Linked DNA regions of Mus musculus: region 2 is linked to region 1. The links are chromatin contacts, called in public Hi-C maps. All regions are on one chromosome and are shown on one strand. The core of a region is the stretch at or near the end of the contact, and the rest is flanking DNA. Distances in the headings are between cores, read along the strand shown. Region 1 holds the start of 9430078K24Rik (RIKEN cDNA 9430078K24 gene). Region 2 overlaps Gm36660 (a long non-coding RNA gene).

What was found. Hi-C and Micro-C count contacts between places; a contact is called where the count stands out from the background.
Region 2: a Hi-C map of epidermal suprabasal cells shows a contact between it and region 1, with 3 times the contacts expected there. The contact joins the enhancer-like site here to the promoter of 9430078K24Rik in region 1. A contact is called at or near these places in 4 of 484 Hi-C or Micro-C datasets (epidermal suprabasal cells, neural progenitor cells, stem cell-derived motor neurons and 1 more).

Annotation. Positions count from the first base shown.
Region 1 is chr12:79,934,676-79,937,543 of GRCm38.p6, forward strand. It overlaps 9430078K24Rik (RIKEN cDNA 9430078K24 gene), which reads right to left and starts at 1,589. Exons shown (of 4, transcript NR_131074.1): 1 at 1,512-1,589. It overlaps 4933435C09Rik (a long non-coding RNA gene), which reads left to right and starts at 1,864. Exons shown (of 3, transcript XR_381736.3): 1 at 1,864-2,864. Gm51985 (a long non-coding RNA gene) reads left to right here. Exons shown (of 2, transcript XR_003950201.1): 2 at 1-191.
Region 2 is chr12:80,040,108-80,043,087 of GRCm38.p6, forward strand. All of the region lies in intron 3 of Gm36660 (a long non-coding RNA gene), which reads right to left. Among named protein-coding and RNA genes, the nearest start is that of Gm36834, 22 kb to the left of the region's middle. Within about 2 kb of position 1,559, at least 10 of the 459 cell types and tissues checked have an H3K27ac peak or open chromatin away from gene starts, as enhancers often do. A contact at or near this core is called in epidermal suprabasal cells, where this site is marked.

The DNA of each region.
Region 1 (2,868 bases), core at 339-2,838:
TGCTCCTGGAATTTTTTTTTCTTAACCTCTTAGAACCAATCCAGAAAAGGCAGGCCAAGAGGGAGGCTGGTGTTCCCCAGCACCAACTGGCTAGGCTGAGTCTCTGTAAGGAGCCTAAGGTCTGGACCCAGAGATGCTGGCTTCTTTCATGTTGCTTGGGTTCACTAAAGCAAAGAAATCGGCTTGAAAAAGAGAATGTTTCCTGCCTTGGATTCCCATTATTCTCTTGGTCAGATTTCAAACGATGGAGTGGGAGTTGCTTCTTAGAAAAAAAAAATCTCTTTCTATACAGGGCTGAGATCAGTGGGAAGTCTTAGGCCTAAGCCTATTAAGTTGATGGTGATGAAGGTGACATTTCTGTTGTTATTTGTCAGACAGAACAGAATACACCATCAACCATCCCTTGGTCACATTATAGGTCTATGAAACAAACATTGGGAAAGATTGACTGTTTGACAGTACTAGCTGGGGACAATGGTACATGCCTTTATTCTCAGCATTCAGGAAACAGAGGCAGGTAATATCCATAAGTTTGAGGCCAGCTTAGTCTACATAGCCAGTTCCAGAACAGCCAGGCTACATAGTGAGGCCCCATCTCAAACAAACAAACAAAAGTACTTTAGCATAGTTCCCTCTAAGGAGCTCACAGCCCAGGAGGAGGGCTGTTGGAGAATGGAGCTTAAGTCACAATGTAAAGAATGAGCCATAGCCACACAGAGGACCATCAATCTACCCAAGGATTCTGGAGATGGCACATAGAAAGAAGACCTAGAAGTTGGGGCTAATTGAACCAGCATTTTCAAGCACCTGAATTGGCTTTTCATGATGGGAGTGATGAGTGTGTTGCCCAAGGTCCTTGCACTCTGGGGAGTTAAGGATGACAAGCTCTTAGGGAATGGGAATCCTTTCACTGGGAACCACGGCTACACCCTTGGGCAGTGTGTCTGATGGACTAGTGGCCTCAGGCATGTCTTAATGTTGCATGTAGTCGGACATCTTAGAACAGAGTTCCAAAGCTGGTAGCATGTTCTTCTAGACTCTTCTCTTTTTACAAAAGAGAAGGCCCAGGTCTGCTTAAACAAGATCAGATGAAAGTCTAAAACAAGTCACAGTGCCAAGCTCCACATGTTCTGGAAGGTTCTCCTAGACTGTGTCTCTAAAAGATCGGGGTGGAGAAGAGTCCCGTAGGCCCAAGGCAGTGTCAGGTTCCCCCTTTCAGTCAACAGGAATAGAAGAGCCTTTAAGCAAAACCATATTTTTTTACATGTAAGCAAAACTTCTTAGAGAAATACTTAAGACAGCATTTTGTTGATGAGCCCAATGCCTTGGACCCTTCCTCGCTCCTTCCACCTGTCCTAAACACCCAACTTTCCATTCCCTGAGCAGCTCCACTCTCAATTGCTACATCCCCTAGGAAAAACTTCTATGCCCTCCCCATGGAAACAGTCACCCCCTTCCCTTCACACAAACCCATCTTACCTCAGGAAAAGATTCCGCATTTCCCTGCTTACCTGTGTGCCTTTCTGAGGCCAGGAAGTGGGGTTTTCTCCTCTGACACCCACCCTACTCCTAAGGGCCCATAAAGCTTTTAGTGAATGGACTCAGACTGCTATAAACAGCATCTTAATTTGCCCTAGCGTCTTCTAGCAGAGCAGGGTCAATCGCAAAGTCTCTCTTGATAAAATCAGAGAATGTCCTCATCCCCTAGTTTCACATATAAAGACTCTAAAGTGTGAATAAGGGAGGCTAGTCCAGGAGTAAGTATGTGTCCACACCAGGAGTGTAACAAGTGCTCCTCAGACTAGGATGAGCCCTACCAGGACTATGCTGAGACCCCCAAATTCCTCAGAGTCCATACACCACCCAAAATCAGATGAAAGTCTAAAACAAGTCATAGTGCCTAGCTCCAGAATGTTCTGGAAGGTTCTCTGAGACTGTCTCTCTAAAAGGTTGGGGTGGGGAAGAGCCCCCATAGGCCCAAGAAAGTGTCAGATTCCCCCTTTTCAGTCAACAGGAATGGAAGAGGCTTTAAGAAAAACCAAGTATTATTATTTGTTTGTTTTTACTGTGACTCAGTCTGTAGTAACTGGGTTAAAGTCCACTTTGAGACTAGGAGAACAAAAGACCTCCTGTTAGTGCTGGAAGTTTGCCTCTTAAGATATCCCTGAGGGGAACTGGGAAGAGAAAAAAAAAAAAAAAGGAGAGCCAGCAGCAGGACAGAGGAAGCTGTGGGCCTTCAGGAACACAGCCGAACTCTGGAAAGGAAAACACACTGCCTTTCATCTCTAGGCCTATCTGCACTGGCCGCTCCCTTTGCCGCTGTTTTATGGCTCACTGCAGGACACAGGCCAGTGCCCGATTCCCACACTCCTCTAACACGCTGAAACTGCCAGGGGTTATAGCAAAATAGACAAATGTCCACAGCTAACCAGACCTAGGTTCAAGAGGAGGGGGAAGAAGGGAAGGGAAAAGAAGGAGAGTTGGAGGGAGAAGAAGGGGATGACCCCACCCTACAGAACTCATTACATGTTGGGTGCTGTTCTGAGAGTACCCATGGCAACCCATTGTCTCGACACCCAAGAGGAGTCTAATGAGCTAATTCCCGGGGCCCAGAGGAAGAGGCAAGCTGGACCACTCTATTGGAGAAATCTATTCCCTTTAGTACTGTGGAGGAGTCACATGGCCAGTAGACTGAATCTTTCAGGCTACACACTAAAGCCATCTGACTCCAGCACTGGAGGACTTTATCCTTCTCTTTTCAAGTAGAAAGAGAATATTGAGGAAAGACAAGGCAAGAGTTCTCGTCCCAACCCTGCCTGTGACCTTTCTCCATCACCCTATGGAGATGTCCCACCTCCCAGATGGTAA
Region 2 (2,980 bases), core at 309-2,808, 110 kb after region 1:
GCACTTAGTGGTGCACAGAACATCTACAGGTGTTCCTTACAGTGAGAATAAATAGAAAAAAGACAAAAGACCATTCCTAGATGCTATGAAATGTAAGCATTATTATCCTCCATTAAGTCATTCTGACAGAGCTCTGGGATAAGAGTCATGTTTGCTTTTACAGATCAATTAAGGTCAAGTCCTTGAAGAAGCTGGTAAATAGGGTTATGAGCTTCTTATGGAATCACGATTTTAATGCATCGTTCGTGCGGAAGGCCTGAGATACGGTGGGTGCTTAATGTGTTCCAGCGTTTGATGCATAATAAAGATATAGCACTTAGCCCATTAACAGCCTGGCGTAATTGGATTGCATCATGAGTGCTCCTTGCCACACCATGAAGCATGTCTGGGTCCTACTGAGTCTCAAGACTTTGGAAAGAGTAGAGTCTGGCTCTCTCAGTTCCCATCTTGCTCCTCGTCCAGCTGCTCCGCTAGAAGACTGGAAGTGGAGAGGAGGGTGTGATGGAGTTCAGTAGCTGAGTCTCACGTCCTCCCTAGAGCCATGTTATGACATTGTTCTGAAAACCCTGGCAACACCAGAAGGAACAAACTGGTTGCTGTCTAGTTGTGTATTGTTGGGACTCTTTGTCTTACTGACACCATCACAGGTGCTTAATGAACAGTCATAAATTGACTAAATGAGTGAGTGATGGCCTGGGCTGCTAGACACGGTCCCAAAGGCTGGCCGTCCCTGATGTGATCTGTAGGGAGTGTTCTTAGCCACCTTAACCACAGTTGGAACACAACCCCTCCCACCTCCCACTCTCAATCCCCCACTCCGCTCCCCTCCCCTCCCCTCTGCTGTCTATGAAGTGTCCTTCCCTCTTCAGGCAGTGCTGACTTTGGTTGTATTTATCACCAAGATCTGACCTCTTGGAAGCTAAGCAGTGTTCATTCTCTCCCTCTTTGCTGAACCTGACAAAAAGCACAAAGTGCATCGAAGCACACAGTGTGTGCAGTGTCTTCTTAGCTGGTTGATCTCTAGGAACTCGCATGTCCCACTTTAGTGGGCAGAGTGGAGCATTCCCTGAAGACCTGAACCCTGGCTCTCGCTTCCCGGCCTTCTCCATTTCCTCTAAGCCATTTGCTACTCTGCTCCAAGGCTATTTCAAGCAGCAGGTTCCTTCAAGGCCACGCCACCTTCTAAGATTGGCTCCCCCAGCTAGGCATCTATTGACAGACCCAGAGTGAACCATCTTTCTTTTCTTTCTTTCTTTCTTTTTCCTGTGTTCTGTCTCCTCCCAGACAAAGCATCGGCACACAAGGAACTGCTGAGGACCCCTCTTTTACAGCCCCAGATCTCGTCTCATAACACACAGGGGTCAGCTCCATATAATGCTAAGGGCAGAACTTTGGTCCTGCTAATGGCAGACCACGGATCCAAGTGGGACAGCAATGCAGGAAGCCAGTCTTCCCCTTTCCACTTGCTCTGCCAGGGATTCCGAATCTCAGGTAAGCAATGGAGAGGAAAGCTTCCTGTCCCCACCCCACTGTCAGGTGATGACCCGGGAGGAGGGCCTCAAGCCAGTTGGCCCAGGTTGAGGCCCAGACAACCAGACACCTCCTAGTTCCCACGGTCAGGCAGCAGGCCTGAAGCAGAAGGGTTTCATAATCCGTAATCTCACCTCTGAGGGTGCTGGTGCATAATGACCTGCCATTTGGTTCCCACATTACAATCATAGTATTTATCTATGCAAAACAGCACCTCATTAAAAAAGAAGAAGAAGAAGAAGAGGAAGAAGAAAATGCTCGTCACTATTGGCCCAACCCCTCATTAGAGTACAACACACAGGCCCTGGGTACACCCAGGGTGGGTCTAGCATCCTGGTTAGGTTTTAGCCTATCACACTAGCTCCGCCCCACCCTGGTCCCACTCCTCCTGCCCAAGCTAAGCTGCTTCTCAGATCTGTATAGTGGGAAATGACCCACAGGAGTTCTTTGTGGTTGAGAGACTCACTGGGGACCTCTTTCTTCATGAGACCTCCTCAAGAACTGTTCTATTTTAACCCCTTGCGGCCAAGCTTGCACGAACTGAGTTCATTCTCTGGCATTCACATGATGGGAGGAGAAAAGAACCGAGCCCTGGGGTTGCCCTCTGACTTCTATATGCAGTACGGTGTATGAGCATGCACAGAAAAAAAAATTCAAATGTGAAAATATTAAATGTGAATTAAAAGTCAAAAGAATGAGGAATTTCTTGAATGGTTCTTTGCCAATGGACTCCCACTCTCCCTAGTATGCCATCACCTTCTGTTGTCCCATCTTCCTTTCCTTTCCTATCCACACTCTCTGCAGTAGAAGTTAAAATGCCCTAATTACAAGTAAGCATCGTATGCTTTTCCTATTAACTGAGTAACTTCAGAGACCAATAATTAAGATGTGTGGGAAAAGTAAAAATAACAACAACAACAACACCTTCTATTCACTACCCAACATAGAAAAGGGAAATCAAAAAATCTAAAACATTAGCATGACTACTGAAGCCCCCAGATTATCCTAACACCAGAACAACAAGGCCCCCTTCCCCCACTCCAAATGTGGTGACCACCTGACTGTTTAAGGTCAATTTTTCTGAGGTTTGCCATCAGTATGCCCTTTGAGTTGGGGTCAGATCTGTGTTCTCAGCCTGGGCTCCACTCCCACACTGTACCTGTTTTGTGCCCCAGTTTCTCATCTGTCAGTGGCAATAATAATACCTGTTGCTTCCCCACTTCTGAGTGTGCAGATGAGTAAGATAAGCATGAAGATCTCGATGCATCTGGGAAGCAAGGCAATGCGCAACCCCAAGCAGGTAGGCACTGCATAAAGCAGCAGCAGGGCGGTTATTGTGGGAAGGGTATGCTGAGAGTGTTCCCTTTCCTATGCCTTGAGCCTATGCTAGCATGTGCTCCTCTTCAGCCCGTCTCCATCGGAGACTCCTATCATTGCCTACAGGATCCAC